3 separate regions of the Mus musculus genome follow, and all the other regions are linked to region 3. The links are chromatin contacts, called in public Hi-C and HiChIP or PLAC-seq maps. All regions are on one chromosome and are shown on one strand. The core of a region is the stretch at or near the end of the contact, and the rest is flanking DNA. Distances in the headings are between cores, read along the strand shown. Region 1 holds the start of Ppp1r3g (protein phosphatase 1, regulatory subunit 3G). Region 2 has its middle 24 kb from the start of Gm30127. Region 3 holds the start of Prpf4b (pre-mRNA processing factor 4B).

Region 1 (3,492 bases), core at 682-3,181, 1.1 Mb after region 3:
GGAGGAGGGTCTCAATACCCACCCCACAGTGACACACTTCCTCCAACATGGCCACACCTCCTAAGAGAGCCACTCCCTGGGCCAAGCTTATTCAAACCACCACACCTTGGCAGCCAGATTAGCTGGTTACCAGAAAGAACCAGTGAATGGACACCAACCTCCATTCACAGGGGAGGCTGGAGCCTGAGTTCCAAAACTTTTGCAAGGATTGTCGCACATTTTCACTTTATGCATGAACTCTGCCTTGTGCCTCTTCTGTTTGGCTCTTCCTAGTTGTATCTTACACAATAAGCCATGTGTTATTAAGGGTTTCTTCGATTCTGTAAGCCACTCTAGTGAGTTACCAACTGCCACACCTCAGCAGAACATCTGTATTTTCCAGTTGACCAAATAGTGTGGAAACCTGAGCACCTTATTTGCATATTTGCATCTGGTTTATGGTGAGTTTTTCAGCCTTTAACTTGTGGCTCTGACACCATCTTCAGGTAGAACAGTGTCAGAATGGAACTGTTGGATACTCACCTGGGAATCAAAACATTGGCAGTAGACAAGGTACTGTCTGGGTGTGAGAATCTGTCCAAGTGAGGGAGACAATTCACTCCAACCTCAAAATCTCTTTGAAGTTCCTAGTTCATTTTTAAACTAGTCTGAGGCTGGGCAGGGGTGGTGTGCGCCTTTAATCTCAGGCAGAGGCAGGCAGATCTCTGTGAGTTTGAGGCCAGCATGGACTACAGAGTGAATTCCAAGATAGCCAGCCCTATACACAGAAAAACCCTGTCTCAAAAAATCAAAGAAACAAACTAGTTTGTGAACATTATACTTATTATCACAATATATCAATGTCTATCTACACGTTAAAAAAAAAGTGTCCTGTGCTGTAGATTTTGTAGATGCTGGAGGTGGGGGCACTCTAGGTAGATCTGGATTGGGAGTCCCATACTGTCAGATTCAGTATGTAGATATGGACACTGTACTGGACACTTAATGACTAGAAAGTCCCAGCCAAGGGACTGAGGGGCCTGTTCCTAAAAATTCCTCTCTAGCTCAGGGTCTTTGGCCATAAAAATAATTTTCCAACTTCCTGGGGTCAAACCTGACCTTAGCTCAGCTCTGGGACCTGAACAGATGTTCCCATCCTTTGTGTGCTACATTGAGTTGGAGTGATGAAGTTTTGTGCACATAAGATCACATGGGAGGGGCCCTCAGCCTTGGGGAGGGATGAGCAGCCTGTGAGTCCTCAATAGATACTAAAATCAGTAACTATTGATGACTCCTTAAATTCTGCTATACCGTGCCCAGTTTAAAAGCCTGGGAAAATTAGCTTTGCTTTTTGTTCCTTGATTTGTGGACCAATATTTCTAAAACCCCAATTTTTTTGTGTAAGTAAGTATACACACAGCCATGGTGAGGCAGTTAGTCACTCCTAAACGGTGGTCCCCAGAGCCTGTCCTCAGCATCTCCCTGTTAGAAATTCTCTCAGAACTGCCTGGGACACCCTGAATCAGATATGAGGGGTGGGGTGGGGGAATGGGAGGTGGGCATGACATTTGGTGATGAAGTTATCAGTTGAAGCTTGATCAAGGCAAAGTTAGCTGGAAGGCAAAGGCACAATACAACACTTAAGGAAGTATCCAGTGCCAGGATATAGTGAGATGTTCTTCCATTAGTCTTCTGGCAATTGGGTTTTGACCGGCAACCCCCAGAAGGCCTGACTGAGCCTTAGAGGGTCTGGGATCCTTGCGGAGGAGAGGTGGCAGTTGCAGGCCAGGCGCAGGCTAAGCGAGAGGGGGGAATGAATGCCTTCAAGTCTGAAGGAAGGCGCTTAGCCATGGAGGGAGGTGCCAGCCCTCTTCTTTGAGGACAGGGGGGTGGGGGTGGGGCGGGAGGACCTTGACGTGCTCTAGTGCTAGGCGCCAATGGCCACCGGGTGCTCTTGTCTGCCTGCCTAGTGAGCTCCCGGTGGGTTCCTGCTCTGTCCCCTGCTCAAGCGCAGCAGCAAGGTCACCAGGTAAGTAGGTGGAAGCTGTAGCTTCGGCCTTCCAGCTTTTAGAACCACTGAGGGGCACAACTACACAGATGCGACCTGGGACTCGAGCGGTTTCGGGGATACAGGATGAAAGGGAAGGGATGCACTTCGCTCGATTGCTTGCCTTAATGACATTCTTGTATCGCGGATTCCCTAGGCCAGTGACAGCCAGGACGTCTCCTCCGGAAGAATAACTTCACAGGCTGGAAAACTTTGTCTAGTTCTGAAAGTTGAGAGCTACCCCAGAGGATACAGACGCGCATAGCAGCCGCGGGGTGGATCAAAGCTATCGGCTAGCCTACGACCTTCAGAAATCCTAGTCTCCACTACGGACGTAGCTCTCAGGTGTTCTGGCTGTCGCGCCTCCCTGTCTTGGCCCTCCCCTTGGGAGCTAGCCGCAGGCCAGCATCCTCCTCCCTCTTGGTCCCGGGCAGCAGCAGCTAAAAGCTGGAGGTTCCAGGCCGAATCCGCTTTCTGCCAGGGTAGGCAAGCCCAGCCGACACTATGCGCTCCTTCTGCTGCGGGAGTAGATAAAAGTTTCCAGAGGACTCTCCGCGGTTCCCGCAGGACGAAACCCGGGGCCGGATCGGACACTGTCATGGATCCCTCGGGAGAACAGCTACACAGATCCGAGGCGTCCAGCTCTACGTCTTCCGGAGACCCTCAATCCGCGGAGGAACTGTCGGTCCCCGAGGTCCTTTGCGTGGAGAGTGGCACCTCTGAGACCCCGATCCCTGATGCTCAGCTCCAGGACCGGCCCCTGTCGCCGCAGAAAGGGGCAGCTCTCCCGGAACAGGAGGAGCTACAGGAATATCGCCGCTCTCGTGCGCGCTCCTTCTCTTTGCCCGCAGACCCCATCCTGCAGGCGGCCAAGCTCCTGCAGCAGAGGCAGCAGGCGGGACAGCCCAGCTCAGAGGGTGGCGCGCCGGCTGGGGACTGCTGCTCCAAGTGTAAGAAGCGCGTGCAGTTCGCCGACTCCCTGGGACTGAGCCTGGCCAGCGTGAAGCACTTCAGCGAGGCCGAGGAGCCTCAGGTGCCCCCGGCCGTACTTTCCCGTCTCCACAGCTTCCCGCTGCGCGCCGAGGACCTGCAGCAGCTCGGGGGGCTGCTGGCAGTGGCAACGATGCCTGATCCTCTCTTGGTACCCTGCGCCCGGCTCCGACCCCACTTCCAGCTCCCGGAGCTGCGCGCTGCGGAGGAGCGTCTGCGGCGACAGCGAGTGTGCCTGGAGCGTGTGCAGTGCTCCCAGCCGCCCCGCGCCGAGGTGACCGGCTCTGGCCGAGTGATCAGTTGCCCCGGACCCAGGGCAGTGGCGGTGCGCTACACTTTCACGGAGTGGCGTACCTTTCTGGACGTGCCTGCTGAGCTGGACCCGGAGTCAGTGGAGCCCCTGCCTCCATTGCAGTCAGGGGACTCTGGATCAAAGGCTGAGGATAGTGAGGAGGGGCCCGGCACCGAGCGTTTCC
Region 2 (3,607 bases), core at 705-3,204, 1.1 Mb after region 3:
CAAAAATTTAAGCTCCTTCAGTTGAGGTTTGTAACCAGTAATTACAACAGATTTGCTAGTATAATCAAGCCATCGAGGCTGGTGGATCAATCTGGCGTTTTTGTGGGACTTTCCAAAACCTGGGAGGAACAGATGGAGTTCTGAATTGTTTCTGCAGAAACAAACTGTGTCAGGCTTCTCAGAAATCTCAGGGGTTTATAGACATATCCCCACTGAGCCTAGACTTCTTGAAAATATTTTTAAATGTTGTATTTCAGATGTTAGTCTTAAAAAAGGGAATAAGCCTATTTAAAACCTTCCAAATCACCTTATTAAAAAATAATAAATTAAGTCAGGGCCGAAAAGATGGTTGAGTGTTTCAGAGCACTGGCTGTTCTTCCAGATGAGCTGGTTTGATTTCCAGCACCCACATGGTAGCTCACAGCTGTCTGTAACTCTCGACCCTGGGGATCTGATCTCTACAGGCCCCAGGTGCTCATGTGGTGCAGCATTCATACACATAAAATATAATTTAAAAGTAAGTAAGTAAGTAAGAATTTAAGATTAAAATAAAAACAGGTCATGGCTAGTGCTGTATCTTATGCCTTTGGTCCCAAAACTCAGGAGGCAGAGCCAGGTGGATGTTTGTGAGTTTGAGACCAACCTGGTCTACATAGTATGTTCCAGGCCATCCAGCATACATAGAGAGTGAGCCTGTCTCAAGCAAAGAAATGTTCTGACTATGTACAGAGTCACAGTGAGGAAACAACAAGTTACTGGAGAGTCCATGCCAGGCCAGGCAGCAGATTTTTTACAAACCAGCAGCCTCATTTCTTCTGGTCCCTGGAAATTAGCATCTGGGTGAAAGCTTTGAGCTCTGTGCTCATTTATCTGTAAACCACAGAACCATCCACCAGCCTTGAACAATAATTGACATTGTTATTCCTCTTAAATATGAAAATTGTCACAATGAAAGTAAGCATGCCTTTCTAAAAATCTATTCCAATCTTTAAAAGTGACCAATATGACAAATATTTTCATTTCATTTGATTCAAAAAGCATTATCCCGAGACTGAATTCAACAACCAATCTTCCAAAGTCAGGAGGAAGCTGCCCAGAAAATGCATTGCATAGCTGTGCTCTCATCATTGTCAAGATATCACCTGTCTGTCGTACCACCTTTGAATGGTGCTGGCATGGTGGCTTTCAGGTGAATCTGGCTGAGGTTTTATCTTCCTGTGACACAGAACTCGAAGCACTTAACTGGGGGCGCTTACTCATATTTACTATCTGAGATTATGATACTGTGTCATTTGAGAGCAGACTGGAAGACAAGGAGGAGGGGGAGGGGGAGGAGGAGGGGAGGGGGAGGGGGGAGGAGGAGACAGCTGCTTCCAGGGGCCAGGGTGGTTACAAACCATTTTGGAATACAAACGCAGAAAAGCAGAATTGGGTGACACCCAATGATATAAATCCATAAGCTGGGAGGAATAGCACACACAAGTCCCTGAACTTGGGAGGCAGAGGGACAATTGAAAAGGTCAGCCCTGTGTACATAGTGAGTCTCAGACCAGCCAGGTTACTCAGAGAAGCCTCATCTAAAGAGTCAAAACAGAGCTGGCCAAGATGGCATGGCAGATAAACAGGACTCATTGTACGCGCTTAATGACCCAATGTCATCCCCAGAACCCATGACAAGAGAGAGCCAACTCCCAAAAGTTGTCCTGTGACCTATACCACGATAACGCAGCAAATAAAAACAATTTTAAGAAAGAAACAAACCAACAGCAACATTGTAAATGGGACTGGGAAGATGGCTCTGTAAAGTGCTTCCTTTGCAAGGAAGAGGATGAGCTTGGTCCCTGCCCCCCTCCCCTTCCACAATCTTCCCCGCTGCACCCTGAACCCTGCACTCTACAAAGATGCAAGTTCACGTTCTGTTTCTAGTGAAGCGGTGTTAATGGGAATGAACATTGGCCAGCACAGGCTGTGTTGGATTCCTACGCTCAGTCTCTCTGTGGCTTGTAAACGCTGGACTCTTCACCTGTTGGCTTTGACCTGGAGGTCAAGGCAGCATGATTGATGCTCAAGGCCACTACTGCCCAGGAGATGCGCTGCAGGTGTCAAATTGTATTTCCAGAAGTTGATTAGTGCCCTGCAGCAGGCAGCATGCCCTCCCTGATGCTCAGAGTAGCGGGAGAGAGCCCCACCCCCAAACCTCTCCTCCTCCCTGTGTCTTGGGTTTTCACGGGGATACAGGAATGTCTCAGGTGTGGAGGCTGGCTGATCTGCTGAAGGAAGTCAATCAGAGCAAGCAGGAGGGCGGGGTCTTTCCCCCGTCTGGAAAACACAAATGACCTCGGCTGGGGCTTCACTGGTGTTCTGTGACACCAACTCCGAATTACCTAGGGCTGTGGGTCTAAATCCCATCATCCACTGCAGCACTCAGGAAGCTTAACGATAATCCAATAATTAAGAGGTCAATTGCTGGTTATCTGCACACGAGTCTTCTTCCTTTTTTTTTTTTTTTTGGAGACGCCTGGGAAGACGACAAGGGCATAGAATAGAAAGGAAGCAACTCTGTTGCAACGATTTAAAAACTCATTTGCTTTGCGCACCATCTGAGGCACTGCTGTCTGAGCGGCCAACTGCAACTTTCCAAATTGCTAATATCACCGAGTGGGTTCTTTTCCTCATATTGTAAGTAGAAAACTTTTTTGCAGGTCTCTGAGACTTACTTCTAATTCTATTCTACCGCTCACCTTCCTCTTCATTGTTCTAAAACACAAAGTGGACAGTTGATTAAACGTCTGCTGGTTACGCTCTGAAAATGCGGAAGACGGCTGTCACTGTGCATCTGGAATGTCCTGCACAGGCTCATGTGGGAAGAGCTTGAGGCTCTGTTGTGGCAATAGGGAGGCAGTAGAACCTTTAGGAGGTAGAACCAGGTGGCAGCAGAGCTAAGAGAGCCGCCACTGAAGCTGAAACTGGAACTGGAACCCGTTGGCTGAGCAGGGAAGGAGGGAAGCAGCGGGCAGGGTTTAAAGTTCTCAGTAGCCACTGGCAATAGACAGGAACTTCCCCGTTTCTCTACCACTGCAGCAACAGAGACCAGGAGACCTCATCATGAAACTTAGAAACTTGGCAGGCTCAGAGTTCTTCCCCCTTCTCTACCAGGTTTGATAGCTCTTCTCTGATTGGCTTTTTTTTTTTTAAATCTTATCTGCGTACCTACTGTATCTGTTATTTCTCTATTGATATGATAAAACCAGATGACCAAGTGTAGGGTTGTTGGCCCTTGCCTGCTCCCGCACAGGGCATGGCTGCTTGAGGAAGCAGAACTTGGGGAGTTTGACTGCACTTGGCCCACCCTGTAGGGAGAGGCAACGGGCCTCCCGGTGGGAAAGTACAGTCTGAGGCTCGAGACAGCTGGAGCTGGCTTGGGGGTCCCCAGGCTCTTAGACACCAGGATGCTGCTGGCCACTGAGGAAGAGCTGAGAATGGAGTGCCTCCCTCCTTCCTCAGGCTGGATCTAGCCTGGAGCAGGGGGCAGGGGTTAAGTGTGAACTCTGGTCCCAAGGTGAATTGGTGAATCCGCCATTGGCTTGAATGGCGGCTTGGTGGTGTG
Region 3 (3,903 bases), core at 1,336-3,835:
AGAGCATATACAAACCATCACAAAAACTACCATTTACTCATATAGGCCATTTTGCTCATTGCTTAATTTATTGTGTTTATACAATGAGAACTATTATCCCCAATTTATTGGGTGGTAAAACTAGGAAAAAATTTTAATTGTTCTTGGTTGCACAGCAAACAGTGAAACCCCTTGCTGACATAAATCCTATGTTCATGTAAGTGCATTTTTATTACATCTATTTTGTGTGTTCATGAACAGAGGTCAGAAGACAATCGATGAGGGGGTCTGGGTATTGAACCTAGCTCCTCGGGTCTCTTTTTTTTATTGTTGTTTGTTTTTTGAGACAGGGTTTTTCTGCGTAGCCCTGGCTGTCCTGGAACTCACTCTGTAGACCAGGCTGGCCTCGAACTCAGAAATCCGCCTGCCTCTGCCTCCCAAGCGCTGGGATTAAAGGTGTGTGCCACACCACTGCTGGGCCCTCAGGTCTCTTGACAGGCATCTTTTCCCACTTGAGCCACCTCACCAGCCAGCCCTTACTTTTAGAACATTGTTCTAGGTGTTTCTCTTTATAGTTAATACTGCTGCAAAGCTGATACAATCTAGATACCTAGTAACAAGGACAACAATCTAGTTAGAAGATGCTTGGCAAACCAGAATGAAGCAAAAACTGCTATGTGAAAAAGAGCAAGCGATGACACTGTGTACACAAGTGTGAAATTTAATATTTCACATAGGAAAGGGCTAAAAATAAGCCAACATGTTCGGGCTGGTTCAACGTGGAATTATCCACTTGGGGGATGATTTTCCTTTACTTTGAGTTTGTCCAAATTCACAAATGCACAGAAGTATTTTAAAACAACAAAAAAATTACACTAAGACAGGCATGATGCCTCAAGCGTGTTAACACCAGTTTGGCGTCTTCCCATTAAAGGTCCAAATCCCAATTTTAAACCTAAGTGCTGCTCAAATGGCTTCTACACTCTTCAAAGACACCTGGAAACTCCAAGAGTCAACGGGTTTTACGATGCTCGTAATTTGTTTGTAGTCTGTTACAATTAGCCTATTGAGAGCTCACTGGGTTCCATGGCAACCGTGTACGAGATTAGTAGCTCTCCACAGAAATACACATATTTCAAATATATTTTTCAATTATTTAAAGAATGCCCAGCTCGTTTGGAATAATACTTGAAGCAACCACAGATGGTAGGAAAAGATGAAACGTTCACAAAGACACGCTTGCCTCCAAAGCCTCAACTTTTTGCATTGTCTGCCGGCGCCGTGGTCTCCACGGTGTCACCGAACAAGGCGGACCTCTACTTGAGGGATCTTGGGGTACGCTCAGACGCAATCTTGGCAAGCCGCTGTGCTGACGTTGCCGCAGAGGAGAGGTCGGGGCTGAGATCGGGAGGCGGAGACCAGCTGAGCTGGAGCAGGGAACTGGGAGGGCCTCCCCATAGCTGCCCGCCGCAGTTCTAACGCCACAACCACCGCCCGCAGCTTTGAACACGCCCACGCTTTCTTCTGGCCACCAGCACGCATGCGTCTCTCCGGCTGGCCAAAAGACTTCCGGGAAGCTGGTTCCGCTGTGCAGAGCTCACTTCCGTCCTGATCCGCGGAAACTGCGGCTATGGGTCGGGCGGTTCCTTTACCAGGGCCCCGAAGAGGAAAAAAAAAAAAAAAAAAAAAAAAACCCAAGGAATTGTAATTGTCTGGTCTGTCACTTTGTAAACGTTTCCTGCACGAGTAAGCTAATGTTTCAATATCTGCTAACAGTAACAGCTTGGGATGCCTTTAGGCATCGATTTCGCTCTCCAATTCGTAATAGCGTGGAAATGAACTTGGGTGAAAAAGAAAATCTTCCATGGAAAAGTTTTCCAGCACCAGCTCCTTTAGAAGTGCTTTATTTATTTTATTTTTTATTTATTTATTTTTTGGTTTTTCGAGACAGGGTTTCTCTGTGTAGCCCTGGCTGTCCTGGAACTCACTCTGTAGACCAGGCTGGCCTCGAACTCAGATCCGCCTGCCTCTACCTCCCGAGTGCTGGGATTAAAGGCGTGCGCCACCACTGCCCGACAAGAGCATTTTTATTACATTTATTTTGTGTGTCCGGGCTTAGAAGTGCTTTATTTTACTCTGTGAAGAATGGTGTCTGTAAATCGGAAATCGGTCTTATTTCAGTATCACCATTATCTCCAACGTATTCCTCCCAGAAACAGAAAACTTAATTCCCATATAAAGCATACCATAAAGAACAGAAGGTCAAAAGGGGACCTGGCAGATATTCTGGCTGTTTAAATTAGGCCAGGTCTACGAGCTCTCCGCTAGCCAATCAGCAACAAGGAGAGACACAGCAGGTTTCACCCACTACTGGATCACATGGAGAATCAGCTCTCAGCAATGCACCCGACCCCTTTCTTTGCTGCTGTCTCCAGCAGGTCCCTACACTTACACACTTACACACTCACACTTACACACATAACCAGCGCTCTAAGTGAATCAGGCCTTCTTCTCCCCACGGCCCGCCCCCTAGCCCCGGAAGTTACGTTCCGCGCCCCGCCCCCGGACGCCGAGTTTTTCTATCCGGATTCTTAGCGCGGACTCCCGAGTGCCGCTTTTCTCTACGTGCTCCGCACATGCGCGGCTGCCTGTCCCTTCTTCCTCCGCTTCCACTGGCGTCCACGGTTCGCCGAGCCGCCGCCAGCATCGCGGAGGAGTCGGGAAGTTCAAGATGGCCGCCACGGAGCCCCCGTCCCTGCGGGAGCAAGCTGAGTAAGTGCACCGCGCGGGTGTGTCGGAGCTGGGCCTCCAGGCCGGCAATGCGGGGGACGGCGGCGGCGGCGACCTGCGCGACGGGCGGGAAAGTTCAGGCCTAACGGCGACAGCCAAACTTTGCCTTGCCGCGCGCCGTGGGTGGTGCGGCGGGAGGCGTGGGAGCGGCCTGGGCTTTGCTGCCGGTGGGGCCGCGGCTGTTGAGGTGCCGGCAGCGCGGCCTGCTGTCCGTCGTTGCCCCGGGAGGCGGCGGCACGAGCGGCCTCTACAGGTCCAGTTAGCGTGGTGGCTGCTGCTGCCCTGAGGTCGCGCCTTCCTGCACCTCCCTGGGGGACCGTGGAGCTCTCCGATCTCAACCCTCGGTGATCTCCTTCCCTAAAGAGACCCGAGGAATAGTGGCGGCCGGCAGGCTAAGCCCCGCTTTCCTAACGCATATGCTATCCTTGCGATCCTGCTGATGGTAAAAGCAGAGACGGGGGTGCTAGGGTCACACTTTTGACTGTCCCGGAAATTGTGCTAGCGAAGTCCTTTGCCCTTTACTCTTCCTTCCAACCACAACCCGGTATTTCTCTGTCCATTGGTAGCTTATTTCTAACTTTCAAACTTGAGGCAAAGTAAGGTAGACTACCTGGGTTTTGAGGCCTGGCAGTTTTTTGCCCTAGTTTGTTTTTGCCTTTAGGAAGGGACATGGGAGAAGTATTAGGAATCGTTGCTACTTCTAAATCATTCTAATCTGTGTTTTTAATTAAGCGACTATAGAAGTATTTGAAGCCAAGAGAACACATCCTTGAATAAGCAAAAGGACTAGCTGTTGCTTAAAGAAGAGCAGTGTTTTGTTTCCCACGTTTATGCGAGGAAAGCTTAACTTTAAAGAGAATACCACTGAAGACTGGGTGGCAACAGCAACCCCCCCCACCCCCCACCCCCCAGTTACATCTGCATTATCTATGTTTTCAGCCTGTTTAGGAAAGTGTTTGATACCGTTTCCAGCAACTTGTGACAGATAGCTTGGTTTCTTTGCTGAGAATCTAGTTTGGGGTTCCCCTGTCATTTACTTTACTCAGCTTGACAGAGAATTTGTTTTTATTAAGTATGCTTGAAAGTTGCATTGTGGTTGTGACAATTGGGCTTAGCAGAGAACAGATAGGATTT

What was found. A called contact is a pair of places that touch in the nucleus more often than the background predicts. HiChIP or PLAC-seq counts read pairs in DNA pulled down with a chosen protein or histone mark.
Region 1: an H3K4me3 HiChIP or PLAC-seq map of the SCID.adh cell line shows a contact between it and region 3, with 8 times the contacts expected there. The contact joins the promoter of Ppp1r3g here to the promoter of Prpf4b in region 3. A contact is called at or near these places in 1 of 39 promoter capture datasets (cranial neural crest), 9 of 115 datasets of contacts at active chromatin or transcription factors (the SCID.adh cell line, astrocytes, embryonic forebrain and 6 more) and 1 of 9 other capture datasets (embryonic stem cells).
Region 2: a contact with region 3 is called in a Hi-C map of rod photoreceptor, with 4 times the contacts expected there. The contact joins the enhancer-like site here to the promoter of Prpf4b in region 3. A contact is called at or near these places in 8 of 39 promoter capture datasets (the 3T3-L1 cell line, the SN4741 cell line, cranial neural crest and 4 more), 9 of 484 Hi-C or Micro-C datasets (the P5424 cell line, cerebellum, cortical neurons and 4 more) and 13 of 115 datasets of contacts at active chromatin or transcription factors (the SCID.adh cell line, bone marrow-derived macrophages, craniofacial prominence and 10 more).

What each region holds. Positions count from the first base shown.
Region 1 is chr13:35,965,975-35,969,466 of GRCm38.p6, forward strand. It overlaps Ppp1r3g (protein phosphatase 1, regulatory subunit 3G), which reads left to right and starts at 1,932. Exons shown (of 2, transcript NM_029628.1): 1 at 1,932-2,008; 2 at 2,184-3,492. The coding sequence starts at 2,625.
Region 2 is chr13:35,938,062-35,941,668 of GRCm38.p6, forward strand. No RefSeq gene overlaps it. Among named protein-coding and RNA genes, the nearest start is that of Gm30127, 24 kb to the right of the region's middle. Within about 2 kb of position 1,955, at least 16 of the 459 cell types and tissues checked have an H3K27ac peak or open chromatin away from gene starts, as enhancers often do. A contact at or near this core is called in rod photoreceptor, where this site is marked.
Region 3 is chr13:34,872,944-34,876,846 of GRCm38.p6, forward strand. Prpf4b (pre-mRNA processing factor 4B) reads left to right here and starts at 2,586. Exons shown (of 15, transcript NM_013830.3): 1 at 2,586-2,751. The coding sequence starts at 2,711. Gm36839 (a long non-coding RNA gene) reads right to left here and starts at 2,297. Exons shown (of 2, transcript XR_382181.1): 1 at 2,226-2,297; 2 at 685-1,625.